2 separate regions of the Rattus norvegicus genome follow, and region 2 is linked to region 1. Evidence: chromatin contacts called from public Hi-C data. All regions are on one chromosome and are shown on one strand. Each heading gives the region's core, a stretch centred on a gene start, on an enhancer-like site or on the middle of the called end of the contact. The rest is flanking DNA. Distances are from core to core; before and after follow the strand shown. Region 1 has its middle 59 kb from the start of Opcml. Region 2 holds the start of Opcml (opioid binding protein/cell adhesion molecule-like).

Region 1 (7,416 bases), core at 2,327-4,826:
TTTGTCTAGCTTGAGTTTTGGTCTTCTTTTGATCCAGTATTTTCTCACTATGCTTCCTTCTCAACATTTAGGAGGAGCAATATATATCTTGTACCATTTTATGTAGGAAGTATGCGATCTGCTTTTTTATTTTGATTTGACAAGGAATTACAGTTAAGAGACTACAGGAAACTCAGAAGAGACTTCAGATTTTTAAACAAGTTTGAGACTGTTATAGACAATGGGGCCTTTTGAAGTTTGGATGAATGTGTTTCTATATTATATGGCTACAAGCCTATGGGGGCCAGGGAGTTGAATGTAGTGGTTAAAAAAAAAATACTGCCCCTAGGCTCATAGGGAGTTACACTTTTGGGATGTGTGGCTTTGTTGCAGTAGGTGTGGCCTGGTTAGAGGAAGTATGTTTCGTTCTCTTCCTCCTCCCTGTGGACTCAGATGTAGAACTCGTAGCTCCTTCTCCAGTAGCATATCTGCTTGTATGCAGCCATGCTTCCCGCCATGATGATAACACACTAAGCCTTTGAACGGTAAGCCAGTCACAATTAAGTCTTTTCCTTTATAAGAGTTGCCATGGTCATGATGTCTCTCCACAGCAATGGAAACCCTAACTAAGACATCACCAAAGCAAACCATAACCACTGTCCAGTTCTCTGAGAGGCACTGCTCAATGGACTATTGTGAGAAAAAACGGCTAACGCTATTTCACACCAGGTACCCTTCTCCCTTCTTCCTACCCACAGGAGCTGCACACAAGGCATCTCCCCTCTACTTAGCTATTATCAGAACCACAAACCAGAAAATCTTTTGACTGGCAAGGGACCAAGACATCAATTTTCATCCCACATCTGCTTGAAAGAGTAGGAGTGATGTTATATTATCGGTGACATTTTCTCACTGGAAAGATTGCCTGGATCATATTTATATTTATTTCCCTAAATGCAATATACAAGCCACTAATAGAACAAAATCCACTAATTAAATTTCATTCAATACTACATTTTTCACCTTAGCTTAGCGGTGTCCTTGTACATTTCTGCCAGGATACTGCTAATAATGTCTTATTTAGCTTATAAATGGTGCTTATCATCAAATTCAGAAAAATTAACAAGCATCAATGAGCCTAAAGTGACAGCACAGTAAATAATTTGAAATGGCTCTGCACTGTAGACCTATTTTTCTTTGTGCTTAATTTGATTTCATTTATTTATTAAAAATTAAGCATATGGATTCAGAACGATGCTAGTACGGCTGCCATGGAAGTCCAAGATGCTGTCAACATGTCCACAGAAGAGAAGAAACACCCAGCAGACTTGAGTCTCATCCCGTGAAGGAAAAACATTTCATATCCCTCTAGCATCTTGACTGGGCCCACTGTAATTTCTCCAAGATGGTTTTTGAACTCTGATGATGATGATGATGATGATGATGATGATGATGATGATGATGATGATGATTACATTTGATATTCATGGTTAAGTTGACCTTCTGTGGGTTAGAAAAGGATCATAATCCCCATGTTGTGTGTCGTTCCTTGTGCTGGTAGCATACTTGAGACTTGAGAAGGACCTGGCTTCTCCTGCCCAAGCAGAGTACATTGTATGACAATGTACCTGTGAGGTGATCTCCAGAAGCCTCCTCCAGAGGTGTGGTAGGTTACAATTATTCTGTTGTACTGACAAGGGAGCTATGGTCACAGTAGCAGCACGTCTTTGACACCCCCAGGCTTTCCGACATGACATTTCCAAGCTTAAGCGTCCTCATCTGCCCTTTCTTCTCCAGCCACACTGTTAGACATTTCAGAGAAAGCAGAACTCCCATCACTATTGGAATAAGCCCCCTGTTTCTATCTTCATTGACTAACTAAACAGTATCAGTTCTTCTAGTGACCATTTATCTATTCTGATCAAATACTTAGCAAACATGTGTTCTGTGTCAGGCTGAGTTATAGACAGATACATAGGCAGAAATGAGAATTCTACCCTCCTGTCATTCAGATTTCGGCACGTGCATGTGGGTGGTAGGTGCTAGACAATAAGAAACATGAATGGCAGTATTCTGTAGTATGCCTGGGTGTGTTAGCTGAAGAGCCGGATGATAGAGAGAGAGCAACTAGAAGATTATGAGGTGGGTAGCTGTGACTGAAGGAAGGAAAGTCAAAACTGGTTCCATGCTTTTGCTTTGTGGACTCCTTCAGAAGGTTGATGTTTTCACCTTCCCCTCCCCCGCACATTTACTCCATAAATTGATCCTTGCCTAAACCCACCCCCAACATGCGAGAGAATGGGATTTCTGCAGGTTTTCTAATTAGCTAGAGCAACGTTGACATCCAGTGGTGAATTTGATTCATCACAGGTGCCCACACTTCCTCCTTTATCTCTGACTATCGGGGTCTATGGAGTGACTGTTGGCCTGCTGTTTCCATGCAGCTTGGCCTGGGCTACCTCTGCACGTGAATCCTCTCCCTCCATCCTTTAAGCCGGTCTTCAAGAGCGTGCAGGTTACCATAGCAATATGTCCTAGCTAGTCCGTATCCAAGGCATGTGTGTATGTGCTCATGCTTGCTCATGTACTCACAAACATGCACATGCACGTGCGTGCTCGCTCACACACACACACACACACACACACCTATTATCTGTAATTGCATGTCCTTACCATGTACATATATGCAGATGTTTACATATATGGTTCCTACATTACTTACAAACATTAACCGGATGACACAGTATTCTTTCTCACATGGTCCCCTCTTTATCCTCAGGACTGTTAGCATCCTGTATCCTACAGACTTTTCCCTCAGGATGATACATAGTGTTGTCTCCACTGAAGCAGAATCAAGCATGGCTGCCCTGGCCGTTCCTGCTGATCTGCTCCTAGTAGCTCAGACATCAGCAGAAGCATGCTGTCTCTGCCCTGATGACAGTGTGGTTCCTTCATCCCAGGGGAACAGTCTTATCTTCCCAATGCTTGACTTGGAAAGGTCAAAGGACACAGGACACTGCCCAAGTCCTCAAAGGGCCTAGAGTCTGGTGTTATCGTGGCCAGAGGCAGAATAAAACTTCAATTAGACCTTACACTTCTGTTTCTTTCAATGCAGCACCCATCAGAATTTACAGACCACTTACTAATTAATAATTTTTGTGTATCCTAGTAATTGCCATGCATTGAAAACTTGGAGACAATTGTCCCACTGGAATCTGAGACTTGAGCCACTCTAAAAAGCTACATTTTCAAATCCTTTTTACCTCTTAGTATGAGGAACAAGAAGGAGAAAGAGGGCCTTAAATGAGTTTAACACAATGCACAATTAAATATTGATTGGAAATTCTTCCTACGAATTTCCCCTCTACCTCCCTACCTCCACAGGGAGGTGTCTGGATGTGATTCCTAAGCTGTCCCCATACAGTGATTACGTTCATTAGGACACCAGCCTTGTGGTTAAAGCACTTTCCTTACTGCTGCACGTTTAATTAGACAACTCTTCCCCAGAAATTATTTATAGCCAAGCAGCAGAGCTATTGTTAGTCCCAATGTAAATAAGATTCAGGGCGGGAGTCCCAGCGCGCTGCAGTGGCTGGCACCGAAGCCATCAGCCCACTCCTGGTGCACACCCAGGGACTACTTCCAAGCCTTTACAGCTAGAACGCTGCTGTTTAAAAACCCTGGCGTGATTCTCTAATGAAACTTTTAATACAAGCCCTTCCCAAAGACTGGGAATCTACCAGGTCAGCGTGAGTGCACAGAGGAGGAGTTAAGAGGAGGGGAGGAGCTGGGAGAGATAGAAGCCGCCTCCAAGGCAGCTTCCCTAGTTCAGCTCGGGAAGTCTGCACATGACCTGTTTTAACACAGCCATCCCACATGCAAGCAACTGCTTTGGGCACAGATGGTTAAAGACCTAGATAGGGACTTTCAAGTGTAAAGCTCTGTTTGCAGTTTGCGCTAGTTCAAATGAATGTCTCGGGACCTGGGGGTAACTTGTGAGCCCGATGCCCTTTCAATACAGTGTACATTAAAAGTGTTGAAGCTGCTTCCAAAGCCAGGGCTTGGACTTGATCCTGGCATGATGTGTGCAGCATCGTCCCTGTCTGCAAGATGTTCATAATCAGGTGAACACCATTAGTGTGTAATCGAAGTAGCAAGAATGTTATTTGAAGGAATTTTCATATCGGCAACGATGGATTGTTCAGTGCCCTCTGGATACTGCCACTTTGTGTCATTTCATGAACTGCCTTAGGAGTAGAATGCTATTATTGCAATGGCTGGTGCTAGACTTTTCGTTGCCGTGACAAAATACCCGATGGAGCACCTTACCACTCTTGTCTTGTCTCTTCAGAGGTTTCAGTCCGTGGTCAGTCTACATTGCTGCTTCTGGACCTTGATGAGGCTAAGCACCATGAAAGGGTGGGCAGGGAGGTGCAAACTCAGCCAATACCCTAGGGCTGCCATCAGACAGAGTAGTAAAATTTGAATATGAAACATCCCCTATGAGCTTTTGAATTGAAGTTGGTCCCCAGCCATGTGCTCTGTTTGGAAGAGGATGGTGGAACTTTGGGCAGTGGGCAAAGCCAGAGATAATAGGTATCTGGAGATGTCTTTGATGGGCATATTTGGTTCTCTCTCTTTCTTTCTGCTACTGATCTGTCAAGAGTGCACGCACATCCATCACTTGATCATATTGCCATGATGTTCTGCCCAAACCCATGTGGCTGAGCACCCAAGGACCAAACCTCCTCAAATTCTTCACCCAAACAAAGAAATCTCTTCAGGTTGTTTTCCCTGGGTGTTTGTCATGGTGATGCAAACTCTGTCTACCGAGAGTAGTCCTTCGCCATGTAATCCCATCCCATCCTTTGCTGCAATCACATTTAAAGTGGCCTTCTCTCTTAGTTAGGAAACTCTGATGGCACCCTCACAGGTATAGCCAAAGGCATGCTTAGCATCTCTTACTGGGCAGTTCTCACAAGCAAGCTCGCCATCAAATGAACCATAGCAACTCTCACTTGTCAGCGACTACACCTAAAGCTTTAAAAGTTCCGATGACTCTTGATGTGAAACAATAAATTGCTAGCAAGGTTTGGTCTCTGTTGCTGTGACAAACAACATGACCAAAAGCAACTTGGGAAGGAAGGGGTTTATTTGTCTGATAGAGTCCCATAAGAGTCCATCCTTGAGGGAAAGGCAGGACAGAAACTCAAGCAGGAACCTAGAAGCAGAACCATAGAGGAATGCTGCTTATTGACTTGTTCCCTTTGGCTTGCTCAGCCTGCTTTCTTAGACAACTCAATGCTCCGCACACAGGGCACATGCCACCCACAGCCTTGACTATAGGCCAGTCTGATGGAGGCAATTTCTCAGTCAAGGTTTCCCTTTCTCAGGTACCTCTAGTTTATATGCAGTTAACAAGAAAAGGAAAGCACACAATACATAAAACCCCAAATGTTTCCTAACTCCCACTTTCTGTCTCGTGGAGACGTACAGTAAACAAAATATACTCAAATGTGTAAATTTCAACCTTGTTGTGAAAAAAGGAGAGAGCATTTCCTACCAAGGAGAAAACAGTGGTCTCACAGAACTCTGCCAAGGAAATTAAGATATGGTCATTTAAAGACTAAGTAGAAACTTGTAGGCAGACAGGAGAAAGAGGGAGACTGGTAGAGTTGGGTTCTATGACAGTCTTGGTGGACTACTGTGCTCAGTATAGAGAGAGAAGCTGGATCTAGGATGTAAGCTTATACTTGTAATATCCTCACCTACCACAGTGATATGAGTATGTTACTACAAAAGAACAGAGCAAATTGGAATCCTAAGTGCTGAAGAACCTAAAACTTTCTCAGTCCCATCCTCTCTCCATTCTGCCCCCTCCTTCCCTCCTGCGTTTACAGCATTCACATCATTAGGCAAGAAAGTAGAGAAACAAAAGGGAGATGCAGTGGGGCACAAAACTAGATTCCTTCAGCAAATACCCCAAATCTACTTGTAGTACTGTATGTTCTACTTCAGAATTGCTCATAGAAATTAGCATATTTTCACAGATGTTCATCTTCATTACAGACTGGGTTATAACACATGTTGTACAGGAAGAAGAGCAAAGGCTCAGAGTATATTCCTTGCCTGAGAGGCCCTGCCTTCTAGAACTCATTCAGTGGTTCCATGGGGGTTCCATGAAGGCACGGTTAGCAGTGAGGAGAGGGGTAAACTGAGGAACTCAGCTCATGGGTCCCTGTGTTTTCATTTCCTGAAACAAAGAAGCAGACAAACTGGTGAAGTCTGTCTGGGGGATAATTTCAGTCTGGCTGGTAAAGACAACATCACAGAGCACCACTCTTGTGTTAGGACCTGTGAGGCCCGTCCAAGCCATCCTGTTTCCAGTAGGGAAGAAGTGAACATCTATTATTTTAAACATATAATTGATTTTAATTCATCAGTTATCTCTCGGTGACAGATTTTTATATCGTTTATTATCTCCATCACAGCACAAGGCCCCACGGGCCATCTCCTATTGTCCCACATTTCCTGGTGTGACCTCCGCTGCTGCTGCATGCATTATCTGTCTGATTAAGTTAGGGAGCCTGGTATCTCGGGGTCCCTGGGTAACTGTCAGCACTGCACACCTTCACATGTAGAATTAAAGGAAGCTTTCACCCTTCTCTTCCTCGATCTGTCTGTCACGGCTACTTTTCCTATTTACTGATGACTCCTGGGTCCCCGGGACCTGGGATGCAGCTGCCACTCACATCCTGTCACCTTCATCACACCAGCACACTGGTGCTCCCTCTCTGAGAGGGGAACAGAGTCCCAAGGTTAGAGAACACAATCTTCTAATACCACTGTTGTTTGGCTATTTACAGCTATGCTCTCAGGGCAAGCCACCACGACTCCCAAGTGTCCTCCCTTGCGTGTAGTCCTGTTTCATTCTGTGCCAAAGCACGTTCATTTTACTGCTAGTGTCCTGTCAAGTGTGCCTTTTTCCCACCACCTGTTTGCTATGTGTACAGCCCAGATGTAACAGGGGGGTAGGGGCGGGGAAGACCAGTTAAGGCAGTGCTAACTTTTGAGCATTAAAGCCACATGGTATCTACATGAATATGTTAAAGATCCATGGTACCTGTAGACAACAGGAAAGAAGCCTGATACTGAGGGCAGACAGTGGAGGTCTTGGAGGGGGACTTATCACATTGTTCTCTCTGTAGAAGGCAGCTAGATGAGACTGGCTCTCAGAAGCCAACTTAAGCCTATCTGACATTCCTTCTTTGTAAACCCTGTATAGTTCCCACAAATATTAATTCTTCTACAAAATTAACTTTCTCTCACACTTGAAGACATGGCCTACACAAGTCATATCTTATATCTGGTGCTTCCCCCCCCCCCCAGATGATATTGGACTAAATTTTATATCCTTGGATTTTCTTAAAAATCGGC
Region 2 (7,416 bases), core at 3,640-6,139, 59 kb before region 1:
ATAGATACGGGTCACATAGGTGTCATGGGGGGGATATTTCAATGCAAAGAAAGAACCCTGGAAAATAGCCTTGATCAGATATAATAGGGCAGAAAGCCTTATAGTGTAGCGGTTCTCAGTTCTGGCTTACCTGAAAAAAACGCTGGATGAGACTTTTAAATGTCCATATCCATGGCCATCCCCAGAGAGTCCCATTCCCTCAGTCACTGAAATTAACATTTAAATTTTATTTTCCAATTCATCCTGGGAGAAACTCGGGGCCTCCCTTTTGCTTGGCGTGAACTCTACCTACTCTCAGCTCCAAGTGGATATTTTAAATACTGGCTCAGATACCTTCAGAACAAGAAGCCCAGGTCATCACCACCATGAAGAGGATTCCCTTTGGGACTGTACTTGCTCACAGATCTTTTCCTGCCCTCATTTTACCAGCCCCAAAGTACAGCATCACACTGATATAGCCCCTGACTTTGACACCATCGACGTTAACACACACAAGTATGATGCATGCTTTGAAGGACTGCCTTAAATCACATTTGCTAGTTCACATGAAAGGTCAAGCTGTTGTTAGTGGATGAAGAGTACACAAAACAGCAGGTCAAGGCCAGCACATTGTCCTTGGGAGTTACACTGTCCCAGCTGCTTTGGTGAAATCCTATGGCTCGGGTTATTCATGGACAGAAGTTAAACCTCACATACCTTTTCTGAATGGATTACCCCAGACCATCAAATAAAAATACAGGGTAGTTTAGAAAAGAATCATTAAGCATAATCGTAGATCAGCAAGCAAAAATCAGCAACAGATTACTATGAAAAGGCAAGAAAACACATAGTAACAACAAAACAAGCCACCATATTGGATTTACCCACTGCCTGAAAACTACCCCAAGTATAGCCACTCATCTAGGACACCCCTCAAAATATCCATGTGAGTAGGGAAACAAAGCACACAGAGGAGGGAAAATAAGTCGCAAGGTGCCTTTGGTCCAGGAAGAGAGTATGGCTTGTACTTGCAGTTGAAATGGCTTCTCGGATGACAGCTGACCATGCCCAGAGCCTGAGCTCCCATCCGAATATGATCATCGATTCAGACAGAGGACTCCTAGATACTTGTCATATCTAATCTAACAGAAAGGCACAGAACATTTTTAACCCAACAGCTCATAATTGTAATGAAATGATTCCGGCCAAGAGGGCCCATTTGTAATAAATGAATTCAAATCAGATTCATAGAAGGTATAATTCAACTATAAAGAATAGCGCCTTCATTTTCCATATCGTTTCTTTTCCAAAAGGCAAAATAACTCGGCATTAAAATAATTATTTTTACTTTTCAAGCAGCCCTATGAATAGTTACAGGGACAGTAATATGGCCTCGTGTATATAAAATGAGTTTTTATCTATACTGAGAACTTCAGTCTTCTTTAGCCACGTCACTTCCGAAGGTCCCTCAGTAGAACCAAAGGCCTGTGGCAACAAAACTGATCTCCCACAGGAAGCCATTGAACTCTCTGAGCTGGGGAAATTTCACAGGAAAATCTGAGTGTACCCAAGCTTCTAGATTTCTTGGCTTTACCTGCTCTCTCCTCCTTGTCTGACTTTGTTCAAGATTTAGGAACTGAGGGTCGTGTGACCTGGGACCTTCAAGAGTGTTTCCTAATTCTGACAGACATGAGTATCATTTAATTCTTTGATACATTGCGAACACTAACTTCCCAAGAAATAAATCACCAATGAACTCTTTCACGGAGACTTAAAAGTTACTTTACATAGAGCTCTAAGACCATGGAGAATTCAGTAAGGCTATAGCACAATTCTTTCCTAGCATGCACAAGGCCCTGGGTTCGACCCCCAGTATTGCAAAAATTGAAAAGACAAAATGAACTGTAACTTTTAAAAGCAAAAACACTACCAAATAACACATGGTAGATTTCTCTGAGGCCACGTCTGTGGTTTTCCACTTACTGAGAACGTGGCCTCTCGGTGAAACAACTGAGTACCACATTTTACAGATAAAGAAAGGAACATAGCTCATAGAACAGATTAGAAGGCAAGGAAAGAGAAAGGGGTTGAAAGCCAAGCTGCAGAAGTCTGCATGGGGTGCTTATGCTTTTTTAAAGAGAAGTTGAGGTAGTAGCAAACGAATTAAGCTGCTTTAGCATAGAGAATGGTAAGAATCAATGATGGAAGGAAGAAAGGAAAGGGACCATAAGTAACAAGAAAAGATCGTCAGGTGGAGGTGCAGTGGAAGAGAAGATTACATGAGGTAAAAACTGTAGAGGAGTTCTGTAGAGTAAGATGTGGAAGCAGGGATAAGTTTGTCTACAGCAGGGGGAAGGTGCAGAAGAGAGAAGAGAGGCAAAATCAATCGGCTTGTGCTGACTTTTAAAAGTCAGCTACAATAGCAGCCAGGTAAGCAGCAGTAGTCATAGTTGAACACGTACGTTGTTGTTTTCCACAAAGCATGAAAAGCAACTATTCAGCTTTTCCTTTTTATTCCCTTTCCCATTACCAAGCCCAGCTGTTAAACATTAGAATTGAAGATCATGAAAACAGGCCAGCAGCTAATAAAAAAAAAAAAAAATAAAATAAAGACAGAAGCTGGCCCTCTGCTGGTAGAACTGTCTTACTGCACCCCAGAAGGCAAAAGCTCAACTTTCTAAGTTTCCGATTTAATTTTCAGGGGCGGGATCTGTAAATTTATCAGTAATATTCTTCCCCTTGTTTATGAAACAAGTCCTTGCCTCTAACAAAAGATTGGAAGAAAAATACGTATCAGGCAATGTTCAAACTCTCCTGCCACTCCTAATGAGTGCCCATGGTTCCTGGGTTTCACATCGGCTGCAGTGATCTGCTTTTACCTTTGAACCACCAATCCCATGCAAAAGGTGCATTCCCACAAATCAGACCTCAAAGAGCAGATCTGGAACCTTCCTTGAAACAACAAAATAAGGATAACACACTCTCATCTGCTACAAGCTAAGTTTAAAGGGGTGTCCAAAATAGGAGAAGCACTTGTAACTCAGGCTGTCTATAAAAAACATCTCTGTTGTCTTTTCTAGGACCATGTAGGTCCAGAAGACAAGGGTTGGGGCCTTGTGCGAGCTAAAAGGATGATTTACCTATGGACCTCCTAAGGCAGAAGGGATCCAAAATTAACCCTATGGTTCATGTAAGGAACAGTGGTGTTTCAGAAGCTCTGATTTCTTCCTCAGGGAGAGGCTTGTCTGTGTTGGAAGGATTCCACAAGGAAAAGCACAGGGAACAGGAAAAAGGAAACCCCACCCTCAATATCTCCTTGTAGGAGCCAGGCATTCTGGCTGCAGAATCTGGGTCAGAATGCTTTATTTTCACCATAACCATCAAAGTCATAGGCAGGGCAAACGCATTCACCCCGTGTACACTGTGAGACATAGTTAAGCTGGGACGTCCCTGAATCTGTCTCCTAGGACCAGAACTGCCTCATTAAAGGGATAAAAGATGATATCTGCTGAGCTGGTGGAAAGTGGTGGCTGCATTTTTATTAAAGTCTCTGCTGCAGCAGGCCCAGTCCCCAAAGGTGCATATTCCAAGCACCCCCACCCCACCGCCTGGAGCGTGGAAGTGATTCTCTGTAACTCATTAAGCTAAAACAAAAAGCTTCCTATTGTGCTTCTCACACAGGAATGATGTCGGTGCATAAAAGCTACATGCTTCCTCTTCTTGGTCCCATCCCACAAAAATACAAAGGCCTCATAATTTGCATGAGGGCCCAAGTACACAACACAGGTTTAGACTGGGGAGCTGTGTCTCTATCGGACTCGTGAACGGTCGTGCCCTGGCACAGGAAATCTAGATGCTTCCATTGTAAAAGTAGCCCCAACACAAACTTCCATCACAGATGGTTAGCTCAGAGCAATCCTGTGCCATCACATCCTTCTGGACTGGAAGGAAAATCCAAGGGTATTTAGTTTACTACGCAGTGTCTCATCCGGGTGTGAAACTTGCCACCCCATGGCCCCATGCATACATGGAGTCCCAAGTGTAGACTTCAACATTGCCTGTAAGATTGCAGACCAAAAGAAGACCAAATGACAAAGAGGTCCAAGAAAACTGGTTTCGGAAATCACACAAAGTAACTGGCCACTTCTTGGGCCTGCAAAAGGCCCCTTGCATGCTCAAATTTCCCTCTTTCTGGCTTCCTTTTCCTCTCTTCCTTACCCCTTCCCCTTGAAGCCATGTGCAGTGGGTTCTGTCCCCAGATGAAGGAAGGCTCCCTACCTGAGGGTGGCGCTCTCTCCCTGCCGGACCGTCACGTTGTCCATAGCTTTGGGAAAGGTGGCATCTCCGCTGCGCACCGGCACTCCTGTGGGTACAAGGAACAGCAGCCTGAGAGACACGACCACGAGGCACTTCCAGGGCAGGAACAGGTACCCACAGACCCCCATTCTCGACAGCCACAACTTCCTAGAACTCTTGCAGCTGCACGGTCCTTGTCCCCTGCCCTCTCAGAATAGCCGGAAGTGTTGAGGGACGAAAGCACACAGAGAGCAAACCAGGAGCTGGGAGCGGGAGAAGGCAAGGCTGAGTCCAGGCTCTCCGGAGTCTAATAAGTCTTCCTCTGCTCCAGCCTCAGCTTTCCAGCCTGGCAGAACCAGATGCCCCCTCCTGCATCCAAAAAAGAGCTTTCTCAACGCTCCCTGGGGCGGAGGGAGCCCGGGAGGAGGGAGAACACAAAAAAGGAGCAGGGACGAAGGTCACAGATTGTGCGTTCTCTGCCTCTCTCGGTGAAGCTACTTTAAGATTCAGTTGGGCGCATTCTGCAGAGGTCTGGCATCAAAAGTTTATAACCCAAAGAAGGCAAGTGTCTCTGACAGAAAGGAGATGTCGTAAAAAAAATAAAAAATAAAAAATAAAAGCTCCCGATTTCAAGGAGAGGAGAACATGTTTTATTAGATCACACACATGTTTGGATGGAGTTAGAAAACAGCCCCGAGTCTCGGATCTGGACCCCAAGGCGATAAAAAGTTCCACACGGTGACCCGCAGCAGGTGTAGCCCAGTTCCTCCGCTCCGAGGCTGTCCTCCCGGTAGCCCAGTGGGCGAGTCCTGCCAGCCCGGCCCTCGCCAGCCCGCGGAGCACCGTGGCGCAGGCTCTAGCGCGGGGAGCTGAGCGAGCGGACTGCGGCCCCCGCCTCCTCCAGGGACGCTGCACGGGATGCGGGGACGCGCGGACGCCACGCTCAGCGGCCGCCCCCAGCTTCCGCGCCGCCTTCCTCCGGGGAGCAGCCCCGACGCGCGCGGGCCCGGACCTCCGGGGTTGTCATGGCAGCAGCAGCATCCCTGACCACCACTTTCTCCCGGTGTCGACTCAGAGCAAGCCGGCTGGCGGGTGGCGCGGACTGCTGCACGCTCATCCTGGCGGGTGCGGGGCGCGGGCGCCCACCTTAACCCCCACAGCACCGGGACAGAAGCATCCACCGAGGCCCGGATCCCAGAGGGAAGGTGCCTAGTGACTCAAAAAGCTCTGCTCTCCCTTTGTACCCCAGCGAGATGAGGAGGTGCTGAGTCCCTCTCACTGCTTCCCCTGATATGGGTGGGGAGATAGAGGGGAGGGCTGGAGAAGGAGTTCTGGGGAAAGCAGCAAATTGAAAACTGACACTGGCACCTTCCCTCTGCAATGCCATACAAAAGTTGTCAGACCCCACCCCGGAGAACTGAAGTGCCTTTGCCACTCCAGATAACTAAGCCAGGGTGGATGCCCGCTCCTCTGCCTCTGTCCATTCAGACTTTAATCCTAAGTGTTTCCTGGGCCTATGCAAAAAGCTGCTATAAGCTTCCTGCTCTGATGGCCTACCTAGAGACACATAATGCCCCTTCACTCCATTTCTGTGTTTCTAGCTGGCAAGTGAATTTCTTCTTACAAGGCAACATGCAAAATAATCCCCACTATCTGTGGATCTCTTTGTGGTGAAAAGGAAGAGCTGGGAAAATCACGTGGAGATCCGAAAGAGTAGTAGAACTGGACTTCATAAAATCCATCTATGGCTTTCTGATCACAGGAGAAAGCATCATAATAGTGAGTGCCAAGAGGGAACTCCGGGATACAGTGTTCCTAGAGGCCAATCCCTAGGTTGCTTTGGGCTGAGATCCATCTCCTTCAGTTTAAACCCAAGAGCGCCAGCTTTCCTTGGGCCTGCCATTATTCTTGCTCCTGTTCTGCCTGGCAGAAGCCTCCCTTCTCTGCGTGGCACTCATGCCTGTACCCTAATTTAATGGTTGCTATGTGCGTCTGCTCTACTGTACTTTTTTTTTCTCGGAGCCTTTTGTTAAATTAGGCAGGGCTCCGCACAATTGCCAAAATGAAATGTAATTCAAAAATAAGCATTAAGCTCTTCGTGTTTATTACTTTAGTTGCCGAAGGATACAAAGGCATTCTACCTGCTCTCATTTCCAAGGGGCTGAGAAAAGGAAAAAAATAAAAAATAAAAATAGTGTCCCAGTCCCACTTGTAAAAATGCTTAGCTCATGTACACGTTTTAGGCTTAAATTTTTTAATTAGAACGTCTTACCTTGGAAGGATAGAGTACTTATCACTAGTCATATCAGCTAGAGTGAAAATTATATTGGCAGAACAGGTATGGGAGACAAGACTTCATGAGGTCTTGGGCTGCAGGGTTGGGAGAAGAAATGGTGCACACAGGGATTGGGTGATGCTGGGATCACGACCAGCATTTGGGGATCACGACCAGCATTTGGGGAGCACGACCAGCATTTGGGGAGCACGACCAGCATTTGGGGAGCACGACCAGCATTTGGGGAGCACGACCAGCATTTGGGGAGCACGACAAACATTTGGGGAGCACGACCAGCATTTGGGAGCACGACCAGCATTTGGGGAGCACGACCAGCATTTGGGGAGCACGACCAGCATTTGGGGAGCACGACAAACATTTGGGGAGCACGACCAGCATTTAGGCATTACCACTGTTCCCCCAGACTCTACATTCCCCTATATCCAAGAAAACTGAGGAAACAGTTTCAATACATGTTCTGAGTTTTCTGTACATACACGATTCTCTGGACCCTGTGATACTGGGATCCAGGATCATCACATAGAAAGGCTCTTACTTGTGTAACTCTGTACTAAGCTGACAAGGGTTCCTGCACTTAGAATTTCTTGTCACCGAACTGAACTTATATCTTGATTGGGGGAGGGAATATAAACAGAGTCTGGTTGGAAGGCAGTTCCCTGGTCCTCTGTCTGACATTCGATGGCTACATGCTTGGATCTTCTCAGACACCTACCTGTTTGTCTGATGCCTTATCAGGAAGTGAGGGTGGGGCCATTGCTGTACTAACTCAGGAAAAGTGGCTTGAGATAGGAAGAACTATCGGAGATATCAAGAAAGGAGAAAAGTGTACAAGGTTCCAGATGAGA

The links. A called contact is a pair of places that touch in the nucleus more often than the background predicts.
Region 2: a Hi-C map of Schwann cells shows a contact between it and region 1, with 6 times the contacts expected there. The contact joins the promoter of Opcml here to the enhancer-like site in region 1. A contact is called at or near these places in 3 of 12 Hi-C or Micro-C datasets (Schwann cells, frontal cortex and prefrontal cortex) and 1 of 1 datasets of contacts at active chromatin or transcription factors (oligodendrocytes).

The regions. Positions count from the first base shown.
Region 1 is chr8:34,985,656-34,993,071 of GRCr8, reverse strand. It overlaps a transcript of Opcml not described here. Among named protein-coding and RNA genes, the nearest start is that of Opcml, 59 kb to the left of the region's middle. Within about 2 kb of position 3,576, at least 17 of the 93 cell types and tissues checked have an H3K27ac peak or open chromatin away from gene starts, as enhancers often do.
Region 2 is chr8:35,045,513-35,052,928 of GRCr8, reverse strand. It overlaps Opcml (opioid binding protein/cell adhesion molecule-like), which reads right to left and starts at 4,889. Exons shown (of 7, transcript NM_053848.2): 1 at 4,258-4,889. The coding sequence starts at 4,424.